Regions from separate parts of the Mus musculus genome. Here region 2 is linked to region 1. Evidence: chromatin contacts called from public HiChIP or PLAC-seq data. All regions are on one chromosome and are shown on one strand. The core of a region is the stretch at or near the end of the contact, and the rest is flanking DNA. Distances in the headings are between cores, read along the strand shown.

What was found. HiChIP or PLAC-seq counts read pairs in DNA pulled down with a chosen protein or histone mark.
Region 2: an H3K27ac HiChIP or PLAC-seq map of heart atrium shows a contact between it and region 1, with 7 read pairs. The contact joins two enhancer-like sites. A contact is called at or near these places in 8 of 484 Hi-C or Micro-C datasets (the 3T3-L1 cell line, embryonic fibroblasts, liver and 2 more), 1 of 115 datasets of contacts at active chromatin or transcription factors (heart atrium) and 1 of 9 other capture datasets (embryonic stem cells).

Annotation. Positions count from the first base shown.
Region 1 is chr2:126,062,811-126,069,154 of GRCm38.p6, forward strand. The region is part of intron 11 of Fam227b (family with sequence similarity 227, member B); the gene reads right to left. The region is part of intron 2 of Fgf7 (fibroblast growth factor 7); the gene reads left to right. Among named protein-coding and RNA genes, the nearest start is that of Fgf7, 31 kb to the left of the region's middle. Within about 2 kb of position 2,216, at least 26 of the 459 cell types and tissues checked have an H3K27ac peak or open chromatin away from gene starts, as enhancers often do. A contact at or near this core is called in heart atrium, where this site is marked.
Region 2 is chr2:126,356,065-126,362,408 of GRCm38.p6, forward strand. Atp8b4 (ATPase, class I, type 8B, member 4) reads right to left here. Exons shown (of 28, transcript NM_001080944.3): 21 at 5,692-5,839; 22 at 2,704-2,887; 23 at 1,952-2,175. Among named protein-coding and RNA genes, the nearest start is that of Atp8b4, 130 kb to the right of the region's middle. Within about 2 kb of position 4,112, at least 40 of the 459 cell types and tissues checked have an H3K27ac peak or open chromatin away from gene starts, as enhancers often do. A contact at or near this core is called in heart atrium, where this site is marked.

The DNA of each region.
Region 1 (6,344 bases), core at 966-3,465:
ATCTTGGGCTGGGAAGTGCTTTCTTAATTGACACCCCCCTTTCCCTAACTTACTTAATGGCTATAGTGCTGCTGGCTGCTCGAGTCAGATAAAACACGTAAAGAGTCTGAGAGCTTGGTTCTAAGGTGAGACTTCAGCTTGGTAAGCTGAGTAAGTCGAGGTACTTATACTAACATCAGCTACATATTCTCTGGGGGAAAAGAACCAAGAAAAAAATAGTCCATTTAAACGGTCATAATCCATGACTAAGCTATTACTTGGCACCGAGTCATCTTTAAAGGTCACTGAAACTCACAAACATTCACTTCTAGCACAGTAATTGTGTTCCTAATTAATTATCATTTAAAGGCTTCAGTTGTATTTGGATTATTTTCATCCAAGATTTTCCCGTTCCTTCTTTCCCAATTTAAGACAACACACCTCATGCGTTTTAAGCTAATGCCCACTGGAGAGGCTCTGTAAAAGCAGGATGACTAAACCCCGCTGCTGACCACCGCCAAGCTCTTGTCTTTATAGAAATCACAGTGAACTTTATGTTCTCATAGTTTCTGACTTTCATACAAATAAAAATGTAATACACGAGAAAATAAAACATAAAACTCACTTTCTGATAAAGCTTCATAAAAGCAATGGGATTAGTTGCAGCTGTGGACAGTTTTCATGTTCCCAAAATCTTGGCTTTCTGAAATTATCCTTTAACAACTGAAAAACGTATGAGTTGCAGATAATGTCAAAGTACTTCCCCCTTGCACAAGCATTTTGTCTTTAATTTCTACTTAATTATTTTACCTTTTCTATTGTGTATGTGTATGTAAGTGTATATGTGTATAATGTGTATGAGTGTATCTGTATATGTATGTATATAAATGTATGTGTGAATATATGTGCCATGTGGAGAGTATGTATGTATGTGTGAGACTTTGTATGTATGTATGTATGTATGTATGTATGTAAGTATGTATATGTGTGTGTGTACGTGTGTGTATTGCAGTGTGTGTTGCATGGGTGCAAAAATCAGAACTTGTAGTAGACAGCTCCGTCCTCCCACCATGTTGGGCCAGCACACACAGCTCAGATTCTCATCCCTAGCAACCATCTTTACCTTCTGAGGCACTTCGCTGTCCCTATTTCTAGTTTTAAAAGTCTACTGCTACATAGTTAATATTCAGTCGTGTCTTTCTTTTTATCCTCTTCTTTCCTCCTCTTCCTTCCCCACTTTTTCTTCTTGGTGATGTGAATATAAAAATTGTAGGATATCTCTCCTGGAAAATTTCAAAGTGTATAAGTGGCTGAGACAGATATTTGAACATATTTGATCACTTCTTTAATTTTAATTTTTTAATGGTTCTTTTATTTATTTACATTTCAAATGTTATCCACCTTCTTGGTTTCCCCTCCACAAGCTCCTTCTCCCACTCCCTCCCCCTACTTCTATGAGGGTGCTCCCCTACCCACCCACCCACTCATGCCTCACTGCCCTAGTCTAAGCATGGACTGTCCCCACTAGGAACCCTTAGGTAGACAGCACAACCACCCTTTGCCTGCAGCAAACTTGAAGGCTATCTCAGCAGATCACTGTAATTATGGAGCCAGCAGGACTTTTCTGAAGCCCTCCTCCACGTGACACACTCCAGTAGTGCTGTGTGCTGTTACCACTGTTAACTAAGAGTGAGCGTGATAAATGAGCTTCCCTTGGTATGGTGATAAGTGTCCTTCCTTCCCTATCTGTAAAGAAAACTCTTTCATAAATCTCAGGGTCCTCTTCTAGGCCTTTGTGAATTTTACTCTTATGTAACCATATGGTCTGGGTGATAATTATAATTATTTTGGTATGGTACCATATGTTGTTATTACGTTTGAGAGAATGATCTCATGGAGTTTCAAGGGCTATGGCCAGGCATGAACTGTGCAGGGAAGACGTGGTACTAAGCTAGTAGGGCTTTCCTGACTCCTGGGAGCTAACAGTGTGCAGCCTTTCAAACTTCTTCCTCAGGTCTTCCTCATGCCATGCTGGGAGCTCAATATGGACCTAAAACTGGCCATGGCAGGACTATTTAAACGCTGGAAACTGATGAAATAGGGAAAGAACTACAAGTCAGAACCTCTTCTTTTCTTCTGGAGAGGCCATTGTTAAATTCTTACTGGCTTATCCACTGCAGTGTTATTTTTGGAGAGTGAACCTCAGGCCCAGGGAATGCTAAGCAAACATCCTACCCCTGGGGCCACATTCTCAGCCCCTCAATACAATTTCCCCAGCTGTCACTCTCCTCCCCAACACTGCATTCTCATCTGTCTTTACCAAGAAGAGACTTCGTGTTTGCTGGTGGCCTCCAGTGAAAAGAAAATACAGCCAGAGCATCATGTGTCATTGGTGAGGCTGGCCCTGGACTCTCACAAGTGGTATCTTTCCTCTGATCCTTGCTGAAGCCTTATGACCCTCAAACTCAGTGCCTCTAGATAGCAATGAATTGCACACTTAACACACACACACAGGTCCAGATATGTCAAGACACACAGGATAATGCTATGGAGGGTAAGGCTTGATTTAGTGGAATGTAATAATTGATTTCAGTCTTTGTTGTGTATATCTAGTGTCTAAATATGACCTCTGACCATGCAGAGTCTGGAATGCATGTACTGAAATCATCTCATAGTCTAAATCTGCAGTGCAGGGACTCTTTTGGTTTTCCTCCTTGTAGCCTGACATTTCCTCACAGTCTAAGCGATCAGTACTAAACATCTGAGGTGGGAGTACTAGCAAATTCCAAAAATGTCCAAGCAACAGCCAAGTCATAAAACAAATATTTTAACCCACACATTGTATTCATTAAAGTCTAACAAAATAGGACTCTTGATACCAGTCGTGTATATAATGATTCAACAACCTGAATCCCCCATCCCCTGGCGCTTTCACAACTTGTACAGTTTCTCTGTCTTGGCAGTATGATGCTTTGGCCTGAGTGGAGATATATTAGAAGCCAGAGTTGTGTGGTCTTTGTGTGGGATTCAAAAATCTAGGGTGAGGCTCCATTGTTTGTTATATGATGTTTTGCTTTCAGTTTTCCATTTTCTAAATATTGCCTATCCCAAAGAGTACTATGTGAAGGCCCAGCATAGACAGCCGACACACACGTGGACCACAGACATTCCTCTGGGCTCTTCATCCATTTCTTTCATTTAACATAGTCACCTTTCTTTTAGTCTACTTTTCCTGATTCCAATGTTCATCTTGATGGATTTCTTCAAGGTGTTCTTATCCTCAGAGGTTCCCATTGCCAGTTCTAGAGTTAAAGACCCATTTCCTCAGGGCTTGGTCAATCTCCTTTGCTACTCCAGGTAAATGCAGGTCTTCTATTCCAGAAGATAGCTTATTTCAAAGAAACTTGCAACTTACTTCTGTGCCTATACATATTACAGAACGGACTCATGTATAATGCCAGGCATTGGTAAACAGTGCCGGCAGCCTTTTATGCAGCTGACATCACAGCTATGAAGAATGTGACTTCCACTCTATGGCTTTCAAAGGAGGGGTGGGTAGGATATAGTGAGACAATGGCTTAAAGGGAGCTGAGCAAACAGGATGAGAGAACAGGAGAGAGAGAGAGAGAGAGAGAGAGAGAGAGAGAGAGAGAGAGAGAGAGAGAGAGTTGTGGTGGTTTGAATGAGGATGGCTCCATAGAATCCTTGAATACTTGGTCCCCAGTTGGTAGAATTGTTTAGAAGGATTAGGAAGTGTGACTTTGTTGGTGGAGGTTTGTCACTTGGAGCAAGCTTTGAAAATTTAAAAAGCCATACCAATTAACTTTCCATTCCCAATTAACTTTCTCTGCTCATCATTGTGTCTCAAAAGCTTTTAGCTACTGCTCCAGTGCCATGTTTGCCTGCCCATGCACTTAGTCCTCTGAAGCTGCAAACCCCAAGAAACATTTTCTTCTCTAAGTTGGCTTCACTATGGTGTCTTATCACAGCAATAAGAATGTAACTCAGACAGTAAGAAATATAGTGATAAATAACAGTAAAGACCCTTCAGAGAACTTATATGGAAACCAAGCTACTATTACAGAAGTTTCCATGTATATGTATGTATGTGTAACATATGTATATATTATGCTCACATAAAATAAGAGTAAGATGAAATTCTCCTATAACAGGGCAACAATGCCTGTATTAGACACCACAAGCTAATAAATCAAAGCCCCACTGTCAGACTTTTGGGGCGGTCAGCTGGGAGAGCTGCAGACTCCCAAATAGTCAGAATCTTGCCAGTGCTATTGGCTCTCCTCCAGAACTCAATGAAAAGAGACCCTACTGCTGAGGACACCATGTGCTTGAGTCACAGAATATGATACTGATCTGGAAGTCTTATCTCTACTGGCTACCTTTCGGTGCTTGAGTGTGTTATGAATGCCACTGGAGGAGAAAAGAAGTTTGTCTAGCTGAAACCCCTGCCACCCGCATGACCTCTGGTGCAAAGGTGACATGAACATCAGTGGAGTGACTAAACACTTTCTGATTGGATTTAAGACCTACTCCACAAGAGAAACCCATGCTTGGCACCATTGTCAGACCAAGAACCTGTGACAAGACAGGTTCTAGGCCCAAGGGGACAATCTACACCATTGTATCTGCTAAATGGACGTAGTATTAAATGGACCCCATGACTTCTAGTGATACTTGTAGAGTACTACATCTCTGAGGCCTCACCAGTGAAGCTTCTAGTTGCAGTAGATAGCAATTAACACAGGTCCACATCTGCTCAAGGTACAGAGAACAAAAGACCAACCATAAATCATGGAGTTTTCAACCATAAATGGGATGTTAGTATCATGCAGATTCTTCCCAAGACCTTGAAAGCATTGAGGAAGAGGGGGGAAGAGTGTAAAGCCATAGGTGGTAGATGAGTACAAGGAACCTGTTCTAGACACAACAGATAGCTGCACATTTGAAATTACAGCAGTTGTTACACATGCATAAGACTTGGGCAAACTCAGGCCAGATCCTACCCCAGCATGAAGAGGGGAGCTGCCACGATCTCAGACAGTTGGCCAAGGGCCATTGATGAATGAATTCTGGGAGGGGGAGAGTCAGTTTATCTAAAAGTGTGGCTTCTGGTAAATTGAACACACTTCAGTGGATGGCCACACATCCAAGAATATGTTGACTGCACAAATTAAACTTGGTAGGTGTGAGAACAAAGAGAGGACACAAAGTTGGGTGGGCAGAGAAAGAGGGAGGCAGATCTGAGAGAATGTGGGTGAGGGAGAATATGATCAAAACATGTTTTATGGAAAACTAATAGTTTTTGTAAAACTAGTAAGAGCAGCTTTGAGTTTTCAGAGAAAAATTTTGATATCTTGTTAAAATAATATTTAAAATTCATGTCTAATTTTATTTTAATTGTTGTATATGTAGTTTGGAAACAGACAGTTAAATGGCCTCTCTTTGTGTGTAGTCCCTGGCTTACCTCTTTGTGTGTAGTTAATGGCGTGGCTTCTTTTTTTTTGTATCTTACTTACATACAAAAAGGGAGGCTCCTTATAGAGATTCACTAAATTTAGATCTCGTCAGGTGCCATCGCTTGGAGTGACATTGCTTAATAATCCTTTATTTTTGCACATTGCCCAGATCCAGGCTCTATCCAGAAACATCTTTTCTTTAGACTCACAATCCTCTCTCCTCTCTCTCCCCCCCCCCCCCCCATTGGCACATAGTTTACAAGTTTTTTTTTCTGGTCCACTTTAGCTTTGTGTCATGCCGCATCGTTACAATCTGTTCTCCGCTGCACAGGGCTGGAGAGGGTGGGGAGGCAAGCAAGGGCTGGCCATGGTGACTGGCGAGAAGGAAAGACGCAGCTTCCCTTGCCCAGTGAGTCCAACCCTGCTCTCTCTGGCCCTCTCTCCTTTTCTCCATCAGCTTTGCTTTACACTTACCTGAAACACAACTTGGAAAGACTTAAAGAACAAAACAATGAAAGCAATGTCGACTAGCAGCGTCCTTGGCAAGTGGAAAGGAGATGATTGTTCTCGAAGGTTGTTTGTTGAGAAATGACAAAATTAATTTTATATTCAGAGTGAATAAGAACATGTTCTTCTTGAGATCCAGTTTAGCTCTCTATAATACGCGAGCACACATATTCAGTTTTGGTGTGCTGAAATCTTCTCTCGAAATATCAACATCACTTTAGACTGTCTCTAAACATCGTCTCTAAATAATAAATGTTGTTTGAAAGTATATCTAAGTATGAACATCACTCTGAGATTTTTAAAGTGTATATGCTAGCTTACTCAGGTACCCTGACTCGGGATAGCTCAACTCCTACACTGGGCTGAGGGCTTGCCCATTTA
Region 2 (6,344 bases), core at 2,862-5,361, 300 kb after region 1:
AACAGAGAAGGCACCTTGACGGATAGGCCACTCGGGAGAAGACCGGATGGAAATAAAAGCATCTCTGTCAGCTCTCTTCAAAAGAGGTGGGTTTTAGGCACTGAGGAAATCTCCACTTCCAGCACATGGCAATGGAGAGCAAAGCCATCTAGATGGTTTCAGTGGAGGCAAGAACGTCCCCCCGACATAAATTATCAACCTGTATAGACTGCTTGGTATCTCTTCCAAACATGTTGTTTTCCTTGTATTTGCCTCATTATAACATATTGTCCTTAGAAGAACAGGACTTGGAGGGGAAGCCAAAGCACGTTACACTTGGTGCTAATCAAGGGAAAAACAGTGAGGAGAGACAGCAAACCTGGCCAATTCCAGCCCCACCTCCCAGTGGCCCTCACAGCCAGCTCTCAGAACCCCTGAAACAGAGACCACACACAAGGACTTCAGTTTCCATCTTTAGAGTGGTTAAGTGCAAGCCCTAGAATGTTTCTTGCTCTATCCAGCCTCATTGGGGTGGCAGGGAATCCATTTCTGTGTTCTGCCAATTTTAGAAAATATTTCTTCATGAGTTTATATGAAATGGAATCTAGCAAAAAAACAAACAAAAAACCCTAGTACATAGGAAATTTCCACCAAAGTTGTAGATCAGGTAAGTCAAAATAATATAGGCAGCTTCCATTACCCTTGGTGGTCTTCCAAACTTGAAGACCCTATAGCTAGAGTCAACACACACTTCTGAAAAAGGACTTGAAAGAACCAAGCTGAAACTGGCCTTGAAGCCTATTAGCTCCCATAATATCTGAAGGTTTTACGTGAGCTGTTAAGGGAGAACATGCCATAGTCCTACCCAGGGGTGGAGTCAATAAGCCTTGACAACAGCCAGCATGGCAAGATCAAAGGATGCCAAACGGTGCTTCAATGATATCAGCATTCTCCACAGGTGAATGTCAACTGGCCAGAGTGATATCAAAATGGCTCCAATGTCTGACCACCAACCACTTCTCCTTGGTGTAAAATATCATACTACCCTCTAAATTCCTATCTCTGTACCCATCAGGTAGTGTAGCTTTTAAAACACATCAAAAAAGTTTCTCTGTGCAGTGGATGACACTTAATACAGAAACTCACAACTGATCGAAATGTAGAGTGTCTGCAGAGTGCATGGCCATAAATAGGGCATCTATTGCACGCCTCATCTCCCTGAGGAACTACAGAGGAAGAAGGGACAGAAAGACCATAGGAGCCAGAGATCAGAACAAAGGAGGAAGATGCCAGTGAGAAACCGGTCTCCTCAGGACACAAGGCCCTGCACTAATGAACACACAGGGACTGTGGTTGCCTGCATGAGGCCTGCAAAGATCAGGCCAGGCACCACTCTAGCCTATACAGGAGAGGTGCTCATGACCCACCCATCGGCTTGGCTAAGGAGCTTTTAGAGGTTGATGACTGACAAGTGGAGAGAAACTCAGTTTTCTTTAAGTCTGTGAGCCCCGGTAGGTTGACCATGTACCAATGAATGGCCCTACATCCACAAGTTTATGGGCAGCACAAATTGGATTTGGCAAGTGATAAGGTTTTAAGACATAAATTTGGGAGGTGGAGAGGAAACAGATCTGGAAGGAATTGCAAATGAGGTGGGTGTACTATGACTGTGTGAGATTTTTAAAGAATACAAATATATATTAAAAATTCTTCATAAGGCTTATCTGTTATCAAACCAACACATTTCATAAAAAGCTAAAAGATATGCAAGATACTGTAATTAGTTACTCTATACATAAGAAAAATTCCAGCTATTTTTATGTGGGTTGGATTCAAAGCTCATCAGCACTCAAATCACCGAATGGTTATACTGTCTTGGATCAGGCATAGAAGTATCTTTTCTTTATCAGTAAGACAGTCTGGAGAGTGGGAGCCATTCATGGGAGGAATTATAAGGGTGCACTTTACTTACCTGTGCCGAGAAGCCACAGAAGAAGGCAAACCAGAAGTGCACAAGGGTGAACGCAAAGTTCTTGTAGAAGAAATAGCATAAGAACTTGCACATCCTGTAGTAGGACCACCTTCCATGAACAAGAAGCAGTCGTTGGAGATATCTAAACTGAGCCAATGCATAGTCACTGGCTAAGACTGCTTGCAGTCCTTCCTGACCACTGATGCCAATGCCAATGTGGGCACCTAGAGGGAAAAGAAGATGAGAAAGAGTTGCAGCATCTTTAAGAAACTTATTCCTCTTTTATGTTAGCCATTTTTTGTAACTGTATAACTATAATAATTATTATGGTTTTTCACATATATCCTGAACTAGTCACATGGTTAAGTATTGATCCTAGTTTTATCTAAGAGAAAACTGGGCTGGGTAAAGGTTGGAAATTTGCACTTTACACTTGTAAATATCAAAGATGGAACCAACCCCAGCTGCTAGGAACGAAGCGCTGGCTGCTTTTACCTGCCCTGAGTGGTCTCTCCCTCTCAAACTGTAGAAGGCAAGCAATGCCCTTTTCTAAACTAAGAAATATGCAGGTGTTTTAACTGAAGAGAAATGCCTTAGAGGTACTAGTAGTTATGTAAGTGCTGCCCAGAAAGTATAATTTTTATAAGAACCATGGTAAAATTAAACGAATGAACATTGCTATTACATTGCATCACAGGCTGAAGCAGGACTCCATGCGTGCAGTATGTCTCATTGAGAAAATACCCTCTTACTTTTAATCATGCTGACATCGTTGGCCCCATCACCAATGGCCAAAGTCACAGCATTTCTGTGCTTTTTTACCAACTCTACTACTTGGGCTTTCTGGAGTGGGGTGACTCTGCAGCAAACCACAGTCTTACACACACAGGCGAGCTCCAAAAGATCGTTCTCGACATCACTTTCAAGGGCATGGGCCTGTGTCATCAAAGCAAACAGAACACATGACGATTGTAAATTACAAAGCAAATAGCATGGTTCTTGACTGACTTCATTTCAGAACCATTTCATTACTTGATCAATTCAGGGTTACAGAATCAGTAACAAGACATGAATACTGAGCTGTTGGCAAGTTTCAAGGGAATTTAACATAAAAATAAGAGCTATGTCCTCAGTGTGCCTCCTTGATATGTTACCATGCCATCTTGGCAAGATCTTGCTATGTACTGGGCAGTGGTGGCGCACGCCTTTAATCCGAGCACTTGGGAGGCAGAGGCAGGCAGATTTCTGAGTTCAAGGCCAGCCTGGTCTACAAAATGAGTTCCAGGATAGCCAGGGCTATACAGAGAAACCCTGTCTAAAAAAATATATATATTACTATAAAGTTCTACTAGGAACTACTGAAAATCAATAGAAGCAACAGCTAGAACCTGCTGATATGAACTGCCAACCATGGTGATTTCTACATGGCACACTGCTAGTGTCCTTTGCACTGTTTTGTAGACTTAGTGTTTGTGACTGCCAACGCATAGGCAAGATGAAAAGGACCTGAGCAGAGGCTGTCCCTAGCAAAACACTGTGGCTGAAATCAGGAGCCTGAATAGGAGGGAGACAGGCAACTTGGGCCTCAGTCAGGATTCCCCAACCAATTCCTACCCTTGTTCCACATACCAAGAGCCTTTCTATACCCTCAGCAATTACTGAAAAGAGAACATGATTCTCTCCAATTAACTTTTTTGGACAATTACATTTCTAGAAACATCTCACGTTGTACTCTATGTTAGACACATTCAGAGAAAACATGAGTCTGCTGTTGAGTAACAGCTATTTAGAGTGAACCCTTAGTGAGACACTCGCAGCCCACTCCAGTTTGGCCCGCATATCTTCAGGGGCTCTGTTCGGTAGCACCTTTAGGTCCTCTTATAATTCCCATCAGGCTGCATTGCTACTTAAAAGACTGCCTTTATATCTTTGTATTTGCTAGCATTTTTACTCAATAACATCCGCTCTGCCAGAAAGTCTCCTCTGTTTATTTTTTAAACAAATAATTAAACGTGCCTATTTCTGTGCTCTAAAGGCATTGCATTAATGCCTCTTTTGCAGTATCTGTCATACTTCTATCAGAACTATACTGTGATCTCCCAAACAAGGACTATGCTCCAATCATGTCTGAGTTCTCGGCCACTCTCTAGCACTGTGACCTGGCCAGTCTGTGTAAACAATGAAAATGGTATGAGGCAATGGGTGGGTAAATGAGGCCAAAGCTGTGACTCTGGTGCAGAAAAATTCTATATCAAAGTCTATATGCCTCAGAAAACTGTGGACCATCATTCTCAAATATACCACATGTTCTGAAAGACAAGGCATATAACTGGCTCTTTTGCTCAGAATGGCCCCTTTTGCCTCTGCTCATTTTTCTTTATTATCAACAAGTTAAACGTAGACTTGGGTTTTGATGAAGACAGACCTGGATACATTCAGAAAAGCTTCAGAATTTGAGAGAACTGGAGCTATGATTTAAAAAGAAAGCAAACAAAACCTGACTGTACTAGCAAAAATACAGACAATTCTCCCTAACTGAAGAAGGACATCTCATGGTTTCATGAGCACAGGGCTTTGAAGCAAACAGGGCTCCTGAAGAGCTTCCAGCTTAGAGCCTTCTTTCAACAGAGGAAAAGACAGGCTAGGTGACTATCACCAGAAAGCCCATGCCCTACAAACACTGCTTCCTCAAGCCCAGGGGCCTGTCAAAAGCATAATACAGGAGGGATCCTGTCCTACCGAGCTGCCCAGGCCACTCAACTCCAGATCTCAGCAGACAGACATAACTTTCAGTTGGTGTTCATCTGTGCAAGGGAAAAGTTCATGTCATCTGGACCAGTTTTTGACTGAGCTTGGCCTGCAGCTGAGCTCTGTAACTTTCCACGGTGTGGAAGCAGCACTCTGCTGCGTCTGGGATCCAGCTGGATAGTGCTTAGAGAGCTAGGAGCTAACAGGCGGACGGTCACAAGGGGGAATCTAATAGACTCAGCTCCAACTTCTTTTGTCCACTAAGAAACTGCCTTCAAGAACAAACGTTCATTTTTTCCAAACTCCAAAGTGAAAAATGAGCACCAAAGCCAAAGAAAGATGTGAGATTAAGTTCTTTGTACATAGAAATGATAATTTCACGAGACTGCAGTCGGGGCTTTTGTATTCTAATTAGAGACTCAGGAGGAGCGGTTGAGTTTTGTTTGGGGCTTGGAACCTGAACTGCGTTAGAAGTACAATGCAAGTTTATTCTATTATGACAAGAGCCAGATTTCCTAATGAAATCAAATCGTTTGGCTTTGCTGCAGAACGTTGCTATTTAGAAAAACCACCAGAGGTATCTTAATGGCAATGATTTGGCGTGGTAATTCTGTGAAGGTCAGGTTATGACTCGCAAATCACAAACCTTCGCAAGAACGGTAACTGAAAAACTGATCTGCGCCATCCCCCACCGTCTTCCAAAAGCGTTTAAACCGTTCTGCGAAGCAACGGAAGTAACCGTTTAGGCAGAACTCATAGACTCCCTGCGAACTGTTTCTCCAGAGCCTCACATCCAGTGCGATCCTTCAAACAATGATGTCTGAAAGGCACACTGGAAGTCTTTCCTTCTGCAAACAGGAAATCCTGTGCACGCCCTATCTCTTGTAGTGACATTTGTTTGAAAAACACAAAGGAGACTCTCATTAAGGCAGCACAAAAGAGATGATTGCTGGAGTAAAGAAAAAGAGAAGAACAGCCTCGGGCAAACTCACCAAACTGTGGCCATTTATGACTAAGGCATATTCTCCTGTCACAGCCTCTCCTGCACCCGCGTCCAACCCCAACCGCTGCTTGTTGTCATAAACTGCATGTCCATTGGAAAAACTCGTGCTTTGTCCAAGCAAATTTTCCTTTGCTTTCCTTAAAGAATAAGAGAATTAAAAAAAGGCATAACAAAGCACACAGAGCTTGTCTATAACTGAACCAAGAGGCCGGCCTGGAAATGAACTCATGCTACCACTCTTCAGCGTAAGGCCCAGGTATTAGGCCACCAAGCAGAGGGAAGGCCAGACAGCAGTGCATGTCAATCCTGCAGGGGCTGGGGGAGCACAAGGAACTAGGCAGCTAAACACAGAGAAAACAGAACTACCTCAAACATTTTACACTACCTAAAAACTGGCTTTAACCAAGGAATCTTGATAGCTTTGGTGTATAAAGAACCACTCTCTGGAAAAACGGTGTTTTTCAATATGCTAAACAAAAACTAAAGGCGATGAATGAAACCTTCTCATTACAGAGCACTCCCCTCCTTCCCTCTCTCTTTCCTTTTCTCCATTTTTCCCTCTCCCTTTCTTCCTGACGTACGTACATACGTGTGTGTGTGTGTGTGTGTGTGTGTGTGTGTGTGTGTGTGTGTGCGCGCGCG